Regions from separate parts of the Macaca mulatta genome. Here region 1 is linked to region 2. Evidence: chromatin contacts called from public Hi-C data. All regions are on one chromosome and are shown on one strand. The core of a region is the stretch at or near the end of the contact, and the rest is flanking DNA. Distances in the headings are between cores, read along the strand shown.

Region 1 (5,721 bases), core at 1,607-4,106, 370 kb before region 2:
AATAATTCTTATCGTATAGAATTTTTGTAAGGCTTAAAAATAAAAGCAAATACCACAATTATGATCTCATTTAAAATAGACTGACATAGCTGGGCGCGGTGGCTCACGCCTGTAATCCCAGTACTTTGGGAGGCTGAGGCGGGTAGATCACTTGAGGTCAGGAGTTCAAGACCAGTATGGCCAACACGGTGAAACTTTGTCTCTACAAAAATACAAAAATTAACTGGGCATGGGGGTGTGCCCCTGTAGTCCCAGCTACTAGGGAGGGCTGAGTCAGGAGAATCCCTTGAACCTGGGAGGCAGAGGTTGCAGTGAACCAAGATCATGCTGCTACACTCCAGCTTGGGCAACAGAGTGAGACTCTGTCTCCACAAAAACAAAACAAAACAAAACAAAAAAAACAAAAAACATATTTGCAAGACTAATCTTGCATTTTAGAAAGGTTGCTTTTGTAGTGGTATGCAGGACAAACTGGTGGAGGGGAGTTAAGAGGGGGACAAATGAAACTGGGTATACTAAGGCTAGTTAAAAGGCTATTATAGAACTAGTTAATAGCAAAAAAAAAAAAAAAAGAAAAAGAAAAACAAAACAATGGGCTATTAGGAGAGCCTGGGGAGAGCTGAATGCTGAAGACCCCCACAAAGGTCTCTCCTGGGGGTGATGAGAAGGGCCAGCTGTTAGGGGGATTCCAGGGCTGAGTGGGGTGGGGTGGGGGATTCTGTGAATGAGAGATGTGAGGGGCTGGGAGCAGGGTAAAGAGCTGGGGAGAGGCGTGTAGAAGGATTCCAGGCTCTCCAGCTTCGGAGAGCAGTGGGGGTTTTTAACTGAGCTGACAGATATTAGAGAAAATGTGGGTTTGGGGAGAATGCATATTTAATTTTGGACAAATTGAGTTGAGGATTCTGCAGGATGCCAGATGGAGAAGCCCTGAGGGAGTTGGAAAGAGAGATCAGGAACTCCAGCGAGGGCGACTCAGCTCTGAGCTGTTTCATGCAGGAGGGAAGGCCTGGCACTGGAGGAGGAATGCCAAAGTCCAGGTGATGTTTGATCAATAAGGACCCTGCAAGCTCCCTAAGTGTCAGGATTTTAGATCAGGTGGGAATAATGGAAGGCACACTTCCCACGGAATGGTAGAATGTATTAGAATAGTATGTGCTTCATTTATTTTGCTGGAGACTTGGAGATTGAGAGCTAGAGGGGGTCATCTGGTCCTATATGAAGTCTTCAGCACCTTCTAGGGCCAGGCCCTGAGAATATGTAAGTGGGGAGACAAGAAAGTGTTCCCAAGAGTAGAATGCCAGGCAATAAAGGTGGAAGGAATAATGGACTTAGAAAAAATCGCAACAGCATGGTGAAGATACAGCCTGAATAGTGGATTTTATAGTCCTATCCAGATCGCCAAGGTTTTAGTGGAGAGATGGAGATCTGAAGGGGTTAAGTGGCTTCCGAGGTGATGCTGAAGTGGCCCAGTTGGGAATAATAGGGTGGTGTCTTTGTAGGACCCAGGGGAATGTTTTTGCACTATGAGATTGTTGTATGCCTTTTGAGATACATGGGGCAGATTAAAATCTCCTTTTCACAGATGAGAAAAATGTCTCCAGGAGCTGAAAAGACCTGCTTCAGGCTGCACCAATGCCAACAAGAGGCATAACCGGATGTGAACCCCAGAGTTCCCATCTCCCACCGCATGCAGAACTTCTTCGGCTACCTGAGCTACAGGAACCCTAGGAGGCAGGACCAGAGGTGCCCAGGGACTGCAGCCCACTAGGGTGGACATGGGGAAAGAGGAATACCATTTCTGGTTCAAGTTGCTAGTTTTGCAGAGTGTAAAATTACTGCACAAGTCTCAGAGAATAAACAGAGTTAACACCCCATTAAATACAATGGACTTTCAACGTGAGCTCTAGACGTGCCTAGATTGAAACTAGCTGAGCGGGAGCTGGCCCGTGAGTAAAATGTATCACATGCACTCCCTTAATGCTTCCAAAGAGGAAAATCCAGCGCAGGGAGAAGAAAGCGCCGGCAGCAGCTCTGCAGGCTCAGGGCTGAGGATCGGGTAATGAAGTCTTTCTGGAAGGTAAGAAAGGGCTGTGTGCTGCATGCTATTTTTAAACATGCTGGAGCAGCACATGTATCCCTGGCCCACGCACTTTCTCCAGCAGAGGAGGGGCCTGGGGGAATGCAGCCAGGAATTTAGATGCTATTTATTGTATTTCCTTTTATCAGTCAAATGATTTTCCTATTTCCCACATAGATAAAGATCTTCCACTTACAGCTCCAGCTTGTTGACCTTGTCAGGACTGCTGTGCAGCTTGAAAATTGGTCCCAGAGAGAGAAGGGCATTGTTTTTAGGGGTTGTTAGGGGATTGTTTGGCGGGTTGGGTTTTTCTTCTCCCAGCAGGGAAGAGATTGGTTTACAAAAAAAAAAAATTAAAAATCTGCCAGAAAACAAAAACTGATTGTTTTGTGCCTTTTTGCAGAACTGAAAGGCTGTCCAAGAAGTAGAGTTCACCAGCCATCCCCCTTGCATCCCCCTAATATCTCCACCCCACCTTTCACCAACATACACACACACACGCGCACTCTCTCTCTATTAATATCTCTTTCTGTCTCTTGCAGCAGTAAGCCTGGCCCTGGCCCCAGACCCACTGCTGTGCTGCTGTCTTGGCAGGCAGCAGGGCAGAGGGGGTGGCAGTTCTGTCTAAGCTTGTAAGCTGAGCCAGTCTCTTGGCTGTGCCAGCTCTGAGGCCCCTTAGAGATGCCAGTATGCCTGAGTGGGAGCAGTTGCAGCTTCCACTCGGCTGGAAGCCTTGGAGCCAGCCAGGCCTCCAGAAGCTGCATTCTTAGGCAAGGGTATGGCCCAAGGGCTGCTAATCAGCAGGAGGCCTCCTCTTGGGCAAGCTGCCCTCATTGTCTCGCCTTGCCTGGGCCTGCTGGCCAGGTTCACAGGCCAGAGACAGTGCCACTTTTCCTCACCTTCTTGGGAATGGGACCAGCAGATGCTGTGGGAGGCTGGGGTTTTATTGTAAATCCTTATCATTTCTGGCTCATTTAGAGCCACAAAACACAAAGAGAGCCAGCTAGAAGGAGGGAATCCACCCCCTTGCAGGCTCATCATTTGAACAGCAAGGAGCTGCAGGCCCCTTCCACACCAGCGCGGGCTGGCTGTAGATTTAACAGTCGGCTTTCAGGAACCCCACATTCTTTCCCACCATTGCAGTGTTTCCTGGCCAGGACAGCAGAGGGCGCCGGCTCTCCTGCCAGCACTGGGTCCCGGGCCGCCCTCCCGCACATCTGGAAATGGGCTCTATCACTGTCTTGCGAAATAGGGCCAGGGATCTGTCTGTGTCAGATGAATTGGCACCCGAGTGAGCACGCATACACATCAAGAATTCCACTTTCTCATTAGTTCTATTTCTCCCTCAAGAGCACTTGTGGAATGTGGGGAATTTGCCTTGCCAAGGCGGCCAGCACATCTGAGTCCTGGGCTTGGTCAGGCCTCGGTGGAGAGCTTGGCGGGACCACCTCTGTTCTGAAGCCTTTGCCCTTCCCTCCGACATGGAGGGAGGGGGAAAAAGAAAACAGGAGAACAGGACCTCCCAGATCTTTTCTCCTGGGGAAGAAAACTAAAAATGTTTGGTCCTGACCTTCCGGGCCCTCCTGAAGAAAGCAAATGTCCCACATTAACAGGTCCTTGAGAAAGAAGACATAATTCCAAGAAAGCATTTTCTTAAATTACAAGTGATTAGAAATACCAAAGGCATGTGCAAACAATGAAGATGGGAAAGGAGAAACTGGATGGAGGAGGGCAGAGCTGAAGCCAACCCAGGGGCCTGGTTGCTGTTCTGAGGCTGCTCCCTAGACTTCTGAAAGCTGCATGCATTTAAATGTCCACATTTTCTCGCAGAAGCCAGCAATCTGTACTTCTCTTGGCCAAACAACACATCAGTCTAATATGGTGTGGGAGAAATATGTTACATTCTTTTACGAACAGAATGTTAACATCACCTAGAATCAATATTTATATCCAAGAACACAATGAACTGGCTTGTTTTGTGCAGAATGGGTTTAAGACAGGGACATTTGGAAGGAGTAGGGAGGCTGCCCCTCCTCCCACCCAGAAAGGCAGACCCCAGTAAGCAGGGTGAGGCTCCGGCATCCCAACGGGTTTCTGCCTGGGAGACCATGCTCGGCTCCCTTCCTCCCTCACAGTCCTTTGTCTCCTGGGATTGCAAGAGGAAGCCAGAAGCAGCCAGTGGGGCAGGAATTTGTGGTGAGGTTCAGGACATGAGGCAGCATCCTGTCTGCAGGAGAGACAGCTACCATTCGTGAGGGCTGCAGTGGGGGAAGGAGGGTCAGGACATGCATCCCAGCATTTCCTACCGCAGATCAAAGTAGGGGCGGACACAACTTTACACAAGTCCTTGGATGAGGGGCTTTTAGGGGATGAAAAACAAGGAATAAGGGGGGGATGACCCTTTTCTTTAATGCTGCTATTTTTTGGCCAGGTAATTATCCTCATCTGAGGCAGCCATTACAACAGAGATGGAAGCTGAGGTCTCCTGGCCTTGGAGTGCTGCATATTCTTCCAGAGGCTTTTGGGACACTCTATCCAACTCATTAGGCTGGTTTCTTCCTTAATTCTGTTTTCCACTTTTTTTTGGAAACTGCCTTTTTTTTTGGTTGTTGTTCTTTTTTTTCTTTTCTTTTGAGATGGAGTCTTGCTGTGATGCCCAGGTTGGAGTGCAATGGCGCAATCTTGGCTCACTACAACCTATGCTTCGCGGGTTCAAGCGATTCTCTTGCCTCAGCCTCCCAAGTAGCTGGGACTACAGGCATATGCCACCACACCCAGCGAATTTTTGTATTTTTAGTAGAGACAGGGTTTCACCATATTGGCCAGGCTGGTCTCAAACTCCTGACCTCAAGTGATCCACCCGCCTCAGTCTCCCAAAGTTCTGGGATTACAGGCGTGAGCCACCATGCCCGCCGGCTTTACTGCCTTTGGAAGCTACTGGGCCTGCAGCCCAGAGTCAGCTGCTTGCTCCTTGCATGTACAATCCTTACCTAATTAGAAAAATAAAAACAAACAAAAGCCTTTCCCCCTTTCCCAGAAGATTTAAGGTTTGCCTGCAACAGAGCATCTACAAATGTGAGACTTCTTTTCACCTAAGCAGACTGGATTGTGGCCTCATTTTGCAGAGCAAGCAGGCCCACTTCATTTTCAGATTCGATGCTGAAGGTTACCACTTTCAACCGTAGCACTTGTCTCTCGTTAAATGCCTGGAGCTCATTATGATGTATCTTGCAGAACAGTCTTTGCTGCTTTAATAGGCATGATCTTTAGAAAAGATCTTTTGGCTTATGTATAAGATCGAGGCATGATTAATCTTGGCCCCATTTAGTTGTGGGTCACCAGTGTTCAGGCTACAGTGAGATCTCTTTTTGCATGACCACAATTTATAATTTTCCATAATCTGTATCTTTCCTTTATGTTGTTAGTATGTTTTGTTGCTGTAATTCATTTGGTCTGTCCTATTGTTTTCATCTAGTTCTAAGAAACCACCAGTAAATATCCTGATCACATTTGCTATAAAACCAGCCAAGATAAACATATTATTTCATTATAAGCCACTATGTTTAGCATCCTCTTTATGGCTGCAAAGCTCCCCCTGCAGAAATCTCACGTGGGAGACTCATGTAAGTTTAAATATTCTGAAC
Region 2 (5,485 bases), core at 2,322-4,821:
AGGTTGCAGTAAGCTGAGGCACTGCACTCCAGCCTGGGCAGCAGAGTGGGACAACATCTCAAAAAAAAAAAAAAAAAAATCAATGGTAGAATTTAGCAATTTGAAAGCCAAAGGATACCACCCCTCCTCCTTAAATACCAAATCCACTGCAGTCATAGAGTACTAACTGTATGTTATTTTAGTTTGCTCCGGTTGCATAACAACACATCATATTCTGTATGGCTTAAACAATAGAAATTTATTTTCCCCATTTCTGGAGGCTAAAAAATTCAAGTTCATGGTTCCAGCTTATTTGCTTTCTGGGGAGGGCTTTCTTCCTGGCTTACAGACAGCCACCTTCTCTTTGTGTCCTCACATGGCAAGGAGGGAGGGAGGGAGGAAGGAAGAGAGTACAAGGGAAAGGCTATGCACTGGTATCTCTTATAAGGACACCAGTTCTATTGTATCAGGGCTCCATGCTTATGACCTAATTTAGCCTTAATTACCTCTTTATGGGTACTCTCTCACATTGGGGGTTAAGGATCCAACATACGAATTGGTGGTGGGGAACACATAATTTAGCCCATAGAACTCTACCTCTAACCCACCCTGCCTCAGAATATCTGTCCTTATAGCATGCAAAACACATCCCAACAGCTCCAGAAGTCTTATTTATGACAGCATCAACTCTAAATTCTAAAATCCAAAGTCTCATCTAAATATCATCTAAATCAGATATGGGTGAGATCAAGGTATGATTTGTCCTGAGGCTCTCCAGTTGTGAACCTGTGAAACCATAAGTTACATGCTTACAAAATACAACTGTGAACAGGCATAGGATTGACATTCCCATTCCAAGAAGAAGAAATCAGAAGGAAGGAAGGAGTGATAAATCCCAAGCAATTCTGAAACCTGGTAAGTCAAGTTCTATTAAATCTTCAGCCCAAGAATAATCCTCTTTGATTTGATACTGTCCCCTGCAAGCCCACTGGAGTGGCAGCATCACCACCATGGCTCCACATAGCGGCCAATACTGAGGCACTGGTCATGGTTATCCTGGCCTACCAGATCTCAAGAGGCAACTTCACCCTTTGAAACTGAGGATGGATCAGCCTTGCCTACTGGTCCTTTGGTGGGAAAAGCAGCCCTGATGTTTCTGTATCACTTTCAGGATCATTCTTCCCTTTCCTTGAAGAATAGTACATGTTAGCAGCCAAATAGCTCTGTGGGCTAGTCCTGTAGAATCCAAGTTCAGTAGCCTTCCTTTTTTTTTGTCCCACTTTTTCCCTTTTAATTCAAACTGGCAATGTCTTTGCTGGTATAATCCCATTCTTATCCCTGACTTGTGTTGAGATGGCTGGTTAAGTCCATAAGTCATACCCATCTTCTCTTTACCAAATAGTTGTTTAGCCACACCCTTGGTATTCTCTTAGAACAAGCTTTCACTTTTTTTTTTTTTTTTTTTTTTTTTTTTCCGAGATGGAATCTCACTCTGTCACCCAGGCTGGAGTGCAGTGACACAATCTCAGTTCACTGCAACCTCCGCCTCCCGGGTTCAAGTGATTCTCCTGCCTCAGCCTCCCAAGTAGCTGGGATTACAGGCGTCTGCCACTACACCTGCTGATTTTTGTATTTTTAGTAGAGACAGGATTTCACCGTGTTGGCCAGGCTAGTCTCGATCTCCTGACTTCAGATGACCCACCCGCCTCAGCCTCCCAAGTACTGGGATTACAGGCATGAGCCAGCACGCCCAGCCTCACCTTTTTCACAGTATGGATAGACTGCAAATTTTCTAAGTCTTCACATTCTGGTTTCTTTTTGCTCAACAATTCCTTTTTCAATTCATCTCTCTCCTTTCACATTTTACTATAAGCAGTCAGGAGGAACCAAGCCACTCCTTCACTTTGCTTAGAAATCTCAATTTCATCTCTTGCAAGTTTTGTCTTCCACAAAACACAGTCCTGCTAAATTCTTTGCCACTTTATGACAAGGATTGCCTTTCCTCCAGTTTCCAATAATGTTCCTTGTTACTATCAGAGACCTCATCAGAATCGCCCCTAACATCCATATTTCTAGCAACTGTCTGTTCATGGTTTTCTGGGCTTTCTCTCACATGCATCTCAAAACTCTTCTACCCTCTACCCAATTCCAAAGCTGCGTCTACCTTTTAAAGTATTTTTACAACAGCGCACCACTTCTCAGTATCAAAATCTCATCCTGCTCAGGCTGCCATAACAAAATACCATAGACTGAAAAGGATATCACAGTTATGGAGGCTGGAAGAGAGACAGAGAGAAAGAGAGAGAGAGAGAAAAAACACAAGAAGCATGCGCAAGCACACCCCAGTGTCTCTTCTTAAAAGGACACTAATCCTGTCACATCATGGCCCCACTCTTATGATCTCTTTTAACTTAATTACCTCCTTGTTAGCCTTGTCTCCAAAATACAGTAACATTGTAGGCTAGGGCTTCAACATATGAAGAGGTGGGGGAGAGAGACAATTCTGTCCATAGAAGGTGTCATGTTTGTCTTTGTTATAAAGCAAGTGGTTTTAACTCAGGACTTTTCCTGGATTTGAAGGTTTTCATCTTTCATATTTATTCTAATCTTCATTCAACATAATTAGCTTTATTATTTGTGTTGGTCTTAAATGAAAAGGCATCACAGCACTGAATAAAGAGCTTTGGAGTCAGCTGACCTGGGTCCAAGTTCTGAAGATATCACTGTGTATTTTTATGCAAGTCATGCGCCTCTCTTGGTTTTCACATCAGTGTATATTAACTGCCCTACTTACCTCAGATGATTGTTATAGTACATGTGTTTCTATAGTGAAACTGCTTTTATAAACTGTAAAGTACATATAAAATAATGCATTATTGTTATTAACAATAATGGAAAATTGCTGCTCAACATTTTCTAGATCACTCACTATTCTTTCTTAACATTAGGCATTGGCTTGAGCATATTTAGATAGGTTCTGCACTGAGATATTCTTTCTCATTACTTCAGAGATGTAAACATCTTTGTTTTTCCTTAAAATTATGAGAGAAAGCTGCAAACAGCTTCAAGAATTTAAGTACTTCCAAAAATTGGAAACAAACTAGGTACCTTATATTAAGACACCAATATAATAAATTATGGCATGTAAGTCCAATGGAATGTTTGTACCTACTAAAAGTGGTAATTATGAAGACTACATAAAATTATGAAAAACATTTTTTAAATGTCACGTGAAAGTAGTCGAATGCCAATAACATGATCATAACTTTAAGAAAATTGACCTACAAAATGGTAATACTCAAATAATTCCTGTGCTAAGGTAGTAACAGTTATTTTGATTAGTAATAAAATGATGTCATAATGTCTTTTCAATTAAAAAAACAAGAATCAGAGATTTTGGATCATTTGACACGAAGCTTCTTTAAAACAGGTATCCTTAGTTATTCATCTCTGTAGTCCCATTCTCTAGTACCAATTATAAACAGCACCTGTTTAATGCTACTCGGCTTTTGCACACTCTGGTTCCTCTCTCTGGACTGCTCTTCTCCTGGGAGACAGTATAATACAATAAAGCATTTCTGCATTGTGATCTGCTATGACCTATTTCAGAATCACCTGAGGGATCCTCATTAAAAATGTCATTTCCTTGGCCGTATTCCATACCTACAGAATCAGAATGGCTGGCAGTAAAGCCTTGGAAACTGCATTTGTACTAAGTACCCCAAGTGGTTCCTATGTACAAAATGTGAGGACTGTTAACAAAGTGGCTAAGAATTTAGGCTTTTAAGTCAGACAGACCTGGGTTTAAATCTGTGCTGTAGCTACATATTAGCTGTTACCTTGGCCATTACTTTCCTTTTCTATATCCAGTGTCTTTATCTGTAAAATGGAAAAAATATTTTAGGTCTTCTTAAAACCATTGTAAAAAATCACAGAAGTTAATATGTATACAGTGATATATATACACACACACCCACACACAGTGCTGAGAGCATCACTTGGCACAAAGTTAAGCATTTAGTAAAAGTTGGTTATTCCTTCCTTTTCACATACTTGGAAAGCTCCTATGTGTTCTTAAAGAATCCAGCTCTGAATTTTCTTCTTTAATTTTCTGAGCACATGTTGCACGCTATACCTACTGGATTTCTTAACCATTGCATTATCATGAGACAGTTATACAATTAAACAAGAACATGCTTCCTCTCCCGTCTCCCCACTATTATACCTGACCTTCTACATGGCGGGGACCATGGCTTATTAATTCTTACATCATTAGCATCTATTATAATATCGTGTACATAGTTGGCATTCAATAAATATTTCTTGACCTTTCAAAAAGTGTTTACTGTATAAAACATTGTGATATTGTTGTAGTTTACAGAAATAAATATGAATTAAAAAAAGGCCTTGCCCTCAAGAAGCTTATATTCCAGTGAGAAAGACAAAGGCATAAATAATAGCTCTTAAACAAAACAGATTATAATGAAAGTTCGGAGTGGTATACAGAGATGTAAAGATAAATGAAGATTAATGAATGAAATAAGTTATTAGCACTTCTCTTGGGGCCAATAAGAAAGGGCCTTTTGTATCCACTTTGCTCTTCTTTGTGGTAAATGCAGTACATTGAGAGAATAGTGGAAAATTAGGCTATGGAGAGATTAGAGACCAAATTTAGAGATTTGAGTGACGAACTTAAGAGGTTAGACTTTATTTTGTGTTTTGTGGGAAGCCACTAAGTATTTTTAAACAGAAATAACATAAGATTTTGGATGACAACTATCGTAAGAGAGGTCAGAAGGACTGGAAGCAAGGAAGCCAGTCTTTATGCTATTGCAGTAGTCCAGGTAAAATGAGACCTGACATAAGGCAAAGGAAAAGAAGGGGCAGATGGTTAAAGAGCTGAGGGAGGCAGTTGACCATGTCTGGTGAGTATGGGACTAGGGCAGTGATGCTAAAATTTCAAGGTAGAACAACCTCTAAGAGAATGGTGATGCCATTAGTTGAAATATGAATCAGAAAAGCCAGAAAAATGGGTTCTCAATGGGATATGCCCATAGGGCAGCCAAGTTGAGAGAACCCCAGGATCCAGGTAAAAATGTGGGTTTGGTACTCAGAAGAGAGTTCAAGCCTAGAAATGTGGTCATAGACTTGATTTAGTTGAAACTGTGGGACTACATGAGATTGTAATGGAAGAGTCTGCAAAGTGGGAAAAGGCCCACACATCTAAGTGACCCAAAGCAGGAGCAACTGGAAAATCTGTAGCAAAAGGCAGGGCCCTACAGGCCAAAGAGTCCAAGGTTGCAGAGGGCTTGTGCAGAATGAAGACTCAGAAGAAGGCAAGAATTTAATCTCTTATAAGCCTCAAGAAAATGCAATGTTGGTAATAATGGGGGTGAATGCTAGACACAGTTTAAAGCGCGAATAGGAGGAGGAAGCTGTGGAGGCAGTGAGCACAGCCTACTTTTTAAATAAATGTTTTGGTGAAAGAAGAGCCAAATTGATTTCC

The links. A called contact is a pair of places that touch in the nucleus more often than the background predicts.
Region 1: a Hi-C map of cortical neurons shows a contact between it and region 2, with 2.6 times the contacts expected there. The contact joins two enhancer-like sites. A contact is called at or near these places in 3 of 14 Hi-C or Micro-C datasets (cortical neurons, fetal cortex germinal zone and liver).

What each region holds. Positions count from the first base shown.
Region 1 is chr7:55,635,741-55,641,461 of T2T-MMU8v2.0, reverse strand. No RefSeq gene overlaps it. Among named protein-coding and RNA genes, the nearest start is that of HMG20A, 40 kb to the right of the region's middle. Within about 2 kb of position 2,856, at least 20 of the 40 cell types and tissues checked have an H3K27ac peak or open chromatin away from gene starts, as enhancers often do. A contact at or near this core is called in cortical neurons, where this site is marked.
Region 2 is chr7:55,267,792-55,273,276 of T2T-MMU8v2.0, reverse strand. The region is part of intron 6 of PEAK1 (pseudopodium enriched atypical kinase 1); the gene reads left to right. LOC144330022 (a long non-coding RNA gene) reads right to left here and starts at 79. Exons shown (of 3, transcript XR_013395830.1): 1 at 28-79. Within about 2 kb of position 3,571, at least 2 of the 40 cell types and tissues checked have an H3K27ac peak or open chromatin away from gene starts, as enhancers often do. A contact at or near this core is called in cortical neurons, where this site is marked.